Regions from separate parts of the Danio rerio genome. Here region 2 is linked to region 1. The links are chromatin contacts, called in public Hi-C maps. All regions are on one chromosome and are shown on one strand. Each heading gives the region's core, a stretch centred on a gene start, on an enhancer-like site or on the middle of the called end of the contact. The rest is flanking DNA. Distances are from core to core; before and after follow the strand shown.

Region 1 (5,457 bases), core at 1,968-4,467:
AGCTCTTTGGCTTTGACTGACACAACATTCGGAAACACACTGGGATTTGAGTGTGTGTGTGTGTGTGTGTGTGTGTGTGTGTGTGTGTGTGTGTTTGCGTGTTTCCCTAAGTAGCATTGCTCCCTCCACCCACATCTGATCTCCCCCGCTTCTCTCTCTCCCTCTATCCGGTTCTAATCTGTGTCTAGTTTCTCTCACCCACGATCTTTCGCTCCCTAAAGACCGCATCCATTCAGCGTGAGAGAATTTCACTCTCTCACAGTTTATACTGTAAGCTACAGCTGTATTTATTGTTCTTTTGTTGGCTAACTAGACCAGACGGGTGTATAACTGTGACGTGAATGTGTGCGTGTGGTTGTACGGATTGGGGAAGCACAAACTAGATCAATCTGTCTGTCTTTGCCGAATCTGTCAGGAATAAGGTTGAATGCCGAAAAGACCAGCACGTAATGGAGCGAATCCGAATGCAGATTTGGGTGTCTCTTTTCACTGCCATTCAAACGCCTGAGCTGTCAATTGTAATTAGAGGCATGGGAAATAGAGGATAGTAAATGTGTTTCTTTATATTAAAAAATCAATAGGCTACATTTGAAATCCGTAGCCTGTAAGTAACTGTAATTTGCAATTGTAATTATTGTTAAAGAGCCACTATTATACATTAAAAAGGGTTATTTTTTGGTTTAAAGGGTCTTTAACAACAGGCTAATATGCATGCAGGGGTCAAAAAACACTTTCATTGTCTTATAATATGCATTTAGCTTTACCTAATTATCCCAGGGACTCGCTTAAGATTTGTTTATCAATTCATTTGTTCCCAAACCCCTCCTTAGCGCATAGCTAATCTGCGCTGATTGTACCGATGACAGTCTGTTGCGATTGGTCGACAGCATTCAGCATGAGATGCACAGAAACGCCCACCATGGCTTGTCAGCAATATTAAAGTAGTCAGAGTGCAGAGTGTATGTGTGAGCATACCTGCCAACACATGTTTTTCCCGGGAGTCTCCTGTATTTTAGACCCATCTTCTGCCACCCTCCCGTTTTGTTATTTATCCTGGAAAACTTCTGTAATTTCAACCACGCCCCCAGTCTTAAGCATTTTGGTACGGTCTGTGAAACCCCCTGGTCGCCAACATTGGTATAGAATCCGAAGCAGCTGCTCGTAACATGCTTCAGAGTAGTTACTAACACCACAGTACACAGTATGCGGTTCTTGACAGTGTTATTTAAATTTTGTTGGCAGGTATGTGTGCGAGTCCAATGCAGGAGTGGATAAAGCAGTGCAGTTAAACACCAGCATATTGCTCTATTCTTAACCATGACAAACATTCAGTATTAATCCAGACAGCGGCAAAAGCTGAACTATTTTAAACCTTGACCACCATAGCATAGGCAAACAGTAGTGAAACGAGAATTCACAAATGCATTTAAATCCATAAACAAAGCAGCACATGCCACTTTTTTAATGTGGCATTAGACGCGATATGAGAATATAAATAGTTAACCACATACAGTACAAGCGGTATCAAGTAACAAAACACAATTAAATACATCATTTGCAAGCTAGAGAAAACAAGGAGGCAACTATTTTAATCGCACTTACACTTGTAAAATGGTGGAAGAAACTGGTCCCTGAACTTTCTACTGTAAAGTTCCTGTCGAGCTCTGACGAAGTCCCAAACATCAATAGTCTTTTCTGATCCTTGCATTAACAAATGTAAGGGTGACTGCTAATATTAATGTCTTTCTCTTCTTATTTGCTACTGTTTTTGGGCGGGGCCGCAGGTTTAAATTTTCCTGGGTTTGCGCGATTAACAATTTGGACGAGGCTTAAGTTTTGTATTGGCGTCATGCTGAAAGGGTTAAAGACTCATTGTCAAGCTGATTCATTTGAAGCACTATGAGAGGCAGAAGCACTATTTATTTATTTTTTTTAAATGAATCAATAGTTTTAAACACTGTCAGATTTAAGCCTTAGCCAGATATTAGAGCTGTGTTACACACTACATGAAAGGCCATTTTCAAAACCCACAATAGGGGCTCTTTAAACCATGTTTACTAAACGCCTGGTTTTTCTAACCATGGTATAAGCAGCATGCACATGTTTTGAATATTTTTTGCAGTACGTAGTTTGTCCACAAGATTTTAGAGTTAAAGGACCCACCAAATTAAAATTAAGTTTTTTTTTGTTTTGTTTATTTGTTTTTTTTTTAGATGTTATCTAAAGTATATCAGTATTGTTGGTTTTTAGGATGTCTACGGTGCATCCGGAAAGTATTCACAGCACTTTACTTTTTCCACATATTTTTATGTTACAGCCTTATTCCAAAATGGATTAAATTCATGCATTTCCTCAAAATTCTGCACACAGTACCCCATAATGACAATGTGGAAAAAGAGTTTTTTAAAATTTGTTGCATATTTATTAAAAAAATAAAAAACCTGAAAAGATCACATGTACAGAAGTATTCACAGCCTTTGCTCAATACTTTGTTGATCTATCGTTAGCAGCAATTACAGCCTCAAGTCATTTTGAATATGATGCCACAAGCTTGGCACATCTGTCTTTGGGAAGTTTTGTGCATTCCTCTTTGCAGTACCTCTGAAGCTCTATCAGGTTGGATAGAAAGTGACAGTGTACAGCCATTTTCAGATCTCAACAGAGACATTTAATAGGATTTAGGTCTGGGTTCTGGCTGGGCCACTCAAGGACATTCACCGAGTTGTTGTAAAGCCACTCCATTGATATTTTGGCGGTGTTCTTTGGGTCATAGTCCTGCTGGAAGATGAACCGTCACACCATTCTAAGGTCAAACACTCTGAAGGTAAGATAGATTACTTTAAAAAGATGTAAAAACTCAAATGATACCCAATCAGGACTTAATTAAAATTATAAGGTACTCTCAGCTCACTTATGAATGGTGAAATAAATCTAGGTTATGTAGGTTGTTGTGTTGTTAATCTTAGTCATTTACTTGCTAATCTTCCTTTGAACTACCTACAGTATCTCAGAAGAGTGAGCGCACACACAGCCAACACTGCTCAGCGGAGCGACTGATTTTTCACACAGGCAGCGAGTTGTGAAAACAGAGATAGAGAGAGAGCGAGAGAGAGAGACGAGCAGAAGAGAGAAAAAGCAGGCAGGACACAGCGCTCCGCTCAGCCAGCGAGGCTCCGCCGCTCTGCGTGAGTGTGTGACTGTCTCATGTGGGCCCTTCAGTCCTCGAGGCGTTTTGTTCCCCCTCCCTGCGCCGGCCCCCAGCCCTGCTAATCCTTTTGAGACACACACACGCACACACATTTCCCAAGGCTCCGAGGCGCTCTACGCTGCTGCTTATCTCCGCACTCCACCGAGCTACGCTACACACACACACACGCACACACATAAACACAACAGATCTCAGCTTTGGCTCTGACATCTAACACGTCTACACTGCAAATATGCGACGTGACGAAACTAGAATGCTCCTTATAAAGGGTTGATTTTGCTTTTGTTCGCTATAACATGAGCACTCTGCTTTCTGCCTATTTGGGCATTTGCTGTGATTTTTACCAGTCTTTTGGTGTAGTTTCTTTCCTAGCGATGTAGACAGCTTTGTTGATGACTGGAGAGTTCCAGTTGTCGCAGTTTTGTTTGACTATAAATCGATCCAGTTGTGGTTTTAGTTTGAGCTTTTGTGTGTAAATGGTTTTCTCTTTAATGGTGGCCAGTGTTGGGTTAGTTACTTTAAAAAAGTAGTAATTACAAATTACTGATTACTACTGGAAAATTGTAATCTGATTACATTACTAATCCGCTTGTTAAGTTGTGACGTATCGGTGACGCATGGAGTACTGTTTCTGGGTCCAAGCCACTACTCATTTGAATTGAGAAAATATTTGTTTATGGCCACATTTTAGTCATATCACACGTTAAAATGAATTTTATATAAAGTCATGGTGTACACAACAGTCTCTGGACTTGCTGCATTACAAATGCCAAAATTGTAACTAAAATTGATATTGTAATAAAATAAAATTGTAATAAAAATTCATCACTTTTTGGCCTTCTGATATTATGCATGGACATGTATATTGCGATGGTGATTTTTCGAAAGCAACACATCGCTTTGTTAACTTTTCTTATTACTAGGCGCACACGGAATCTGCGCGCGCAGAATTCTGCAGATTTTCCGCAGAATTCCACAGATTTTTAGCCTATTATTAATTTTGTTTTTTTACTTGTGTAAATGTGTAAATCTGAATTTATATTGTTTTCATTCAGTAATTTATTACTTTTAATTTAATATATTAAGGTTTTAGTTATGATACTCGGCTGGATAATCCCAAAATAATTTCGCCGAAATCTGCAGATTTTTACCAAAATTCTCCGTGGAAATGTCAACAAACAACCGCAGATACCGTCTGGCCCTGCTTATTACCATTCGATGAGTCTCCCCATACCGTTTGATATAGCGATTGGACCCGGAAGCCGCTTCGCATGAGGTCACACTTAACAAGCGGATTATGTAAAAAGTATTGTAGGTTTGTTGCATTACTGACAACAACCATTTGATTGTTGATTGTTGATAACCATTGATAATGCATAAGTTGTTGTATGAAGCTTTGCATTGTTTGGATGCAGTGTAGACAGAAGGCGGCATGGTGGCTCAGTGGCTAGCACAGCAATAAGTTGGCGTTTCTGTGTGGAGTTTGCATGTTCTTCCTGTGTTCACATCGGTTTCCTCCGGGTGCTCCAGTTTCCCTCACAGTCCTAAGACATGCGCTGTATGTGAATTGAATAAGCTAAAATGGCCGTAGTGTACAGTATGTATGTGTTTGAATGTAGGAGTGTTATTGGATTGCGGCTGGAAGGTCATCCACTGTGTAAAACGTATGGCGGAATAGTTGGCGATTCATTCCACTGTAGCAACCCCAGATAATTAAAGAACTAAGCCAAAGGAAAATGAACATGTTTTTTTTATCATACTTTACAGTGTAGTTTTCACTGATTATATCGCAAGTTCTACGTTTGATGCTAATTTTGAGTTACCGAGATTGTTTTTTTTTTTTTTTTTACTTCATTTGCAGTGTTTTAAGTCAGCTGCTTTTATCAACATCCTTTTGAAAGCATTTTAAGGCCTGGCATATACTGTGATTTCCATGCCATTTCAGCAAGGTACTAACTCACACCGCATGGGAAGATCACATGCGATGTAAAGCCAAAGTTTTCAATCATGTGTACACACTGAACATTTGACTGCTCACAATACGCATGTAAAGTCAACATGGCTCATTCCCTTCTTCCTCTTTCTCTTATTTTTGTGTTGGATGGGAAACTAGCATATGTTGTAATTTAAAGCACCTAGTGGTGAAGAGTGTGAAGCTCGGGTGGAAAGGAAGAAATTAAGAACCACCCAAAATCTTTATATTTTTACGAAACAAATTTGTATCTCGCAAATATATGAACAGAATATGG
Region 2 (5,457 bases), core at 1,562-4,061, 110 kb after region 1:
AATCATTTAAAAACCATTTTTCATGGTGTGAGGAGCGTTTGAAAATTCTGAAGGGGCTTTTTTTTCCAGTATGAGGACCATTTTTGGAGTGGAAAAGATTCATAGATTATATATTTCAGTAATGTTTAAGAGTATATCACACAGCATATGCTCAGCAGTAACTAGTACACGTATGTATGGCATCTTTTCCATTGGCTGCTCAGATTTGACTGATAGACAAACTGTCCAATAGGCTTTTAGAGTCTCATTGCATGCTGTTAGCCTTTAAATGTCAACTAGAGAGCAGCACCAGACAGAACGAGAGGGGTAGTTGTGTTCATTCCAGCAGAGTCCCCTCTGAATACATGTAAACACACACACAGCGAGCGTGTGGGAATTAAACAGCATGCTGCCCACAAGAGTACATGATTATTTCATACTAATACACACTAAACAGAAAGTCAGGGAGATGGCATTCTTTTGTGGTTGATTTTTTATTTAAATGGTGTTTCATCCATTTTGTTTCAGGTTTTCTGATGAAAAAGCAGCATTTGCTGCATTTCTCTGGCTGGTACGTGTATGTATTTTTAGTTTTAGTATTTACATCCACTGGATTTTATATGAAATGTATGAGAAGGAAAATGGAAAAAAAAGAGCTTAATTATGTTATGTACACACACAGTTCAATAATAATAAATGCTGTTGATGGTGGTTTAGTTAAACCTTAACCATGTTTTGCTAAATATAGCAGAAACCAAATACGGATGACATCACAACATTTATGTTATTACAACACAAGTTACACACACAAATCATTTACCAAGTTCTCTCCTGTATTTTAATGCAGTATGTAACTTTACAGAGTGTCCATGGACATAATACACAGTACAAATGTTGCATGATATGCAGTTTCTTTTAAAAAACTATATAAGGGATAAAGTACTTCCAGGCGGTTGTTATCGCAGAATAAATCCTGATAGGATTATCGGTCTTCTGCAGCCCGACACAAGCACTGTTGTATAAGACTGAATTGAAGTGCTTTATTTTGAGAAAAAACACTCCTGGATGCACTTTATCCCGTTTATTACACTGCTACTTGCAACAAAACCCAAAAATTAGACACAAAATATTGTTCTGAGACGTAATCAGGGGCAGACTGGCCATAGGGAGCACCAGGACATGCCACTGTGACTCTGACCTGCACCCCCCCTGCTGTTCAGTTACCGATCGCCAACACCCTCGGATGCAGTATGAATAACAATAACTGTTCCTCGGGTGAAACGTTTGTCCCAGTCCCCCTCTGAATGTAATAATTAATGAATTATTTAATTAAAGGCAAAGCTGAAGGAAAATTGAAATGGCTGAATGGAGTGGATGAAGCATACACTAACCTACATATTATTCAGTCACAAGAACAGTCAAAAACCTAGGTGGAGACAGATAGTTAATTAATTCTTTCATTAAAGGTGCAGTAGGTGATTGTCTTCAGAAACATTTTTGTTGTGCTGGTTGAAAGTCTCTTCACAGTCCAGTAATAATGATTACAGTAAATGATCTAAATGTGTTTATATGTATTTTTATATTCTGGGTAAAGCATAAAACTAAAAAATGTTTATCCAATTAAATAGAGTCGGACCGTCATCTCCCTTAATTCCGATAGGCAGGTCAGACTGTCTGTCGGCAAATGTAGATTCCGACTCCTGCGCATCTGTTCACGCAGATCCACTATTAGCCTGTGCCTGTCTGCATCACAAACGCATGAGCTCCGAGCGAGCTGCGGGCCACTCGCAGATGCCGTGTCGGAGCCAGAGGCGCCGAAGGACAGCCGAGCACGGGCCGATTACTGTAAAGCCAGGCACGGGTATAATTCGCCTATAAAGCTGCCGCGCGGTCACAAGACGGACCGGGAGAAATCAAATGCTGAATTGAAACTTTTAAAAACCTGAATCAATATTAGAGTTACTTTAGCACGCTGGAGACACTGGAGGAAGGACGACACCATGGCTGAAGTATTACTGTTAGACAGGTAATGTTCTGTTTTGAAACTATTTTATGTTAGGGAGTGTGGCTTTGAATCACAGTCCCTCCCCGCCGTCCAAAGATAATATGCTTAGCGGTTAGCTTTTTAGCAGATCACCTACTGCACCTTTAAAGTATATATAAATATAGTTATACTTATCCTAATAAACTATATTAATAGTTAATTCATTTCTTAACTTAATAGCAAAGCTGACAGAAATTAAAATGGCTGAATGGAGTAGACAAAGCATACGCTAACCTACATATTATTCAGTCACAAGATGGCGCTGAACAGTCAAAAAAAGGTGGAGACAGACAAGCATATTACAGATCTGAACGTATTCACTGGCGATCGAGATGATTCGATGTTATCCCAGAATAACAAACCACGCAATGTCATCACTGACCAATCAGAATCAAGTATTCCAGACAGCCATGTAATAAAACACTTTGACCAACAGTGCTATGCTAAACTAGGCTAGCCACCAACAATATAGCGACAATAAACCTTGTCTGGTTTTATTTGATGCTTTAAAGTTGTTCTGCCATGGCAGATTAGGACACGCTGTGCGACTGTGTGGCAGCATTAAAACAATGAACCCGCTGCCCTGGTACGCAGCTCGCTCACAGGCCTCTTCTGTATTCTCCAGCACAGCGTTGTCCTCTCGGCAGAGCTGCGTGAGGGGGCCCTGTCAGCCAGAGCTCTGGCTGGAGGCCCAGACCACACACACATGCGCACACACATACACACACAGCTCTGTGACAGCAGGCAGAGAGCTTGGCACTGCCCGCCGTCAGACGAGGGCAGGCCGGAATGTCAGCGGGCGGCAATGGCTGCCACGGCAACAGATCCATCAGTGTCTGCAGAGGGAGATTCCATTAGCGTGACGATGGGTTACATCATCCATCTCCGCAGAGCTCTAGCCGGACAAGATGGGAAAAATCTATGAGTGTTCCGTGTTATTCATCAACAGTATTATGTTTTAAGCTGTGCATGTTCAAAATATACCAAAAAATATGGACATGTAAGAATGGAAAGAACCCCTCAGCACCATAGCAACGGCATGTTAAAAATCCTTTAGATCTTAACAATGGAACAGCAATGTGTTCAGGATCACTCAGAACACCTTAGCAGCAACTTGCTTTAAAACCATGTTTTTTTTTAGTTTTCATGGCGTCTGCATTGTACTCAAAACACAAAGAACACCTTAGCTACCGAATATCAACATACTTAAAGCACTTACTATACAGTGCATGCGGAAAGTATTCATAGTGCTTCACTTTTTCCACATTTTTCACATTCCAAGATTAATTCAATTAATTTATTTCCTCAAGATTGTACACATTACTCCATAATGACAATGTGAAAAAGATTTTTGTTTGAAATAGTTGCATATTTATTAAAAATAAAAAACCTGAAAAATCCAACACAATCTCACAGCAATTCGTAACTTTTTGATTTAGTGGCTAATTCGTATTCGTATATCGACTTTGTACGATCTAATTTGTACAATTTAGTACGAATTGCTCATCACCCAATGACGGTTGAGGTTAGAGGTGGGGTTAGGTGTCACGCCTCCTTTTTAAAATCATACATTTTTGTACGAATTAGCCACTAAACCGACAAAATGTAAAATACTTGCGTTTCCTTGTGAGATCAGGCTGGAAAAATCACATTTGCTTAGTCAACTTTTTTGGGAGTAATTTGGTAATACATGCTTAAGTGAATCAAATTTCGAATGTATTTAAATGACATCTAATTTATTCATAAATGTATACGATTCAGTGTTTTGAGGGATATTAAGTGACTATTTTAAAGGTTACTGTAGGTCAAACTATACAAATTATGTGTCCAATGTTTCTTTTTTTAGGCTACATGCAGATATAAACACCTATTTTAACGGAAACCTTTTTTTTTTTTTTAATTCTTAAGATGTCTTTCGATGCTCTAGAACTGCCAGCTTCATGTTGAATTATATTTTTCCTAGCGTTGATTGGTGCGATAATGGTATACATGGTATACATCGTAAAGGGGGGATCAAATGTAAATTTAAATAAATTTATAAATTCATTTTTAATTATTAATATTTAAGATATCAATCAGAGAAAGCAATTTCTTACTATTAAAAGGCTGACACCCCCCCCCCCCATCCCCACATTCCCAGACATTCAGGCAAATTACCGGTTATGTTACAACTTCTCTTTCCAGAAAATTGTCTGAACGAGTTTACCGGTATTTTCAAAAAGGGCATGTTCACACATACAGACCTTTCCGGAAAATTATCAGCAATTTTCTGGAAAGGTCTGTATCTGTGGAAAGAGCTAATGACAACATGCCAGAGCACCCGAACGTATTTTTAACAGTCGTGAAAATTTAAATGTAACACCTACTCATGACATACAACAATATCGGACCCAAAGTACATGTAGCGAACGGACAGTCTTCAAACGTAAGTTACACAAACCACCAAGAAACATCTGTAAGCAAATTTGTCATCATTATTGACTTTGTAAGTTTTTATTGAGCCGGAAGTTAGCACAAGCTTCTCTGTCGTCTGTTAGAGAGAGAGAGAGTGTGTGTGAGTGTGGGGGTTGAGTTCATATCTTACTGTAATCACTCATCGTTCACCCGGAGCAAAGAAAATCCTGAGAGCTTTACAAGAACCCCGACGACTGCTGACAGATCTGATGAAAGAGGGAAAAGGTGTGAAAGAACCGCGGCTGAAAATGACACTCTTTCTTTGATTGGCTCTCGTTTCGCTCTAAAGTTTATTATTAGGGATGCGCTGACCAGTGAAACCAGCAGAATTAAAGAGCCCATATTATACATGAAATAGGGTCATATCTTGGTTGTAAGGGTCTCCAACAACAGTCTTATATGCATGCAAGGTCAAAAAACACTTTCATGGTCTTATAATCTGCATTTATTTTTTACTTAATTATCCCAGCGACTCCTCTATGAATCGTCCAGGGATTCATTTGTTCCCAAACCCCTCCTTAGCGCGAAGCTAATCTGCGCTGATTGGACCAGTGACAGTCTGTTGCGATTGGTCGACTGCCTTCAGTCAGAGAGTGAAATGCCAAACAGCTAATCAGCAATATAAAAGTAATCACAGTTCATACACGCTCGATAGTGTAGGCGTGGATTTTAGCTGCCAGTGGGTCAATGTAAATACAGACTATGGACTTGAAAATACAGACGACTAACTATTTTATTGAGCAAAAACTCCAAAAACAGTTGAGGAGATCTCCTAGCTTCTCACTCTGCTTTTTTCACAGACACACACACACACATATTGCACACACACGCACTTAACCCTGCTCCGGACGACAACGCGCGCGCACACACAAACACACACACCTCCGGATGACAGCGCGCGCACACGCACACACAGACACACACACTACTCCTCGTCCACGGAGCTCCGTTAACAAAGCAGCACGCGTCGCGTTTTTAAC

Evidence for each region. A called contact is a pair of places that touch in the nucleus more often than the background predicts.
Region 2: a contact with region 1 is called in a Hi-C map of an unstated tissue, with 3 times the contacts expected there. The contact joins two enhancer-like sites. A contact is called at or near these places in 5 of 18 Hi-C or Micro-C datasets (caudal fin, embryo, fibroblasts and 2 more).

What each region holds. Positions count from the first base shown.
Region 1 is chr22:10,922,109-10,927,565 of GRCz12tu, forward strand. It overlaps a transcript of sgsh not described here. Among named protein-coding and RNA genes, the nearest start is that of bcor, 130 kb to the left of the region's middle. Within about 2 kb of position 3,218, at least 50 of the 62 cell types and tissues checked have an H3K27ac peak or open chromatin away from gene starts, as enhancers often do. A contact at or near this core is called in caudal fin, where this site is marked.
Region 2 is chr22:11,031,185-11,036,641 of GRCz12tu, forward strand. It overlaps a transcript of sgsh not described here. Among named protein-coding and RNA genes, the nearest start is that of mid1ip1b, 57 kb to the right of the region's middle. Within about 2 kb of position 2,812, at least 26 of the 62 cell types and tissues checked have an H3K27ac peak or open chromatin away from gene starts, as enhancers often do. A contact at or near this core is called in caudal fin, where this site is marked.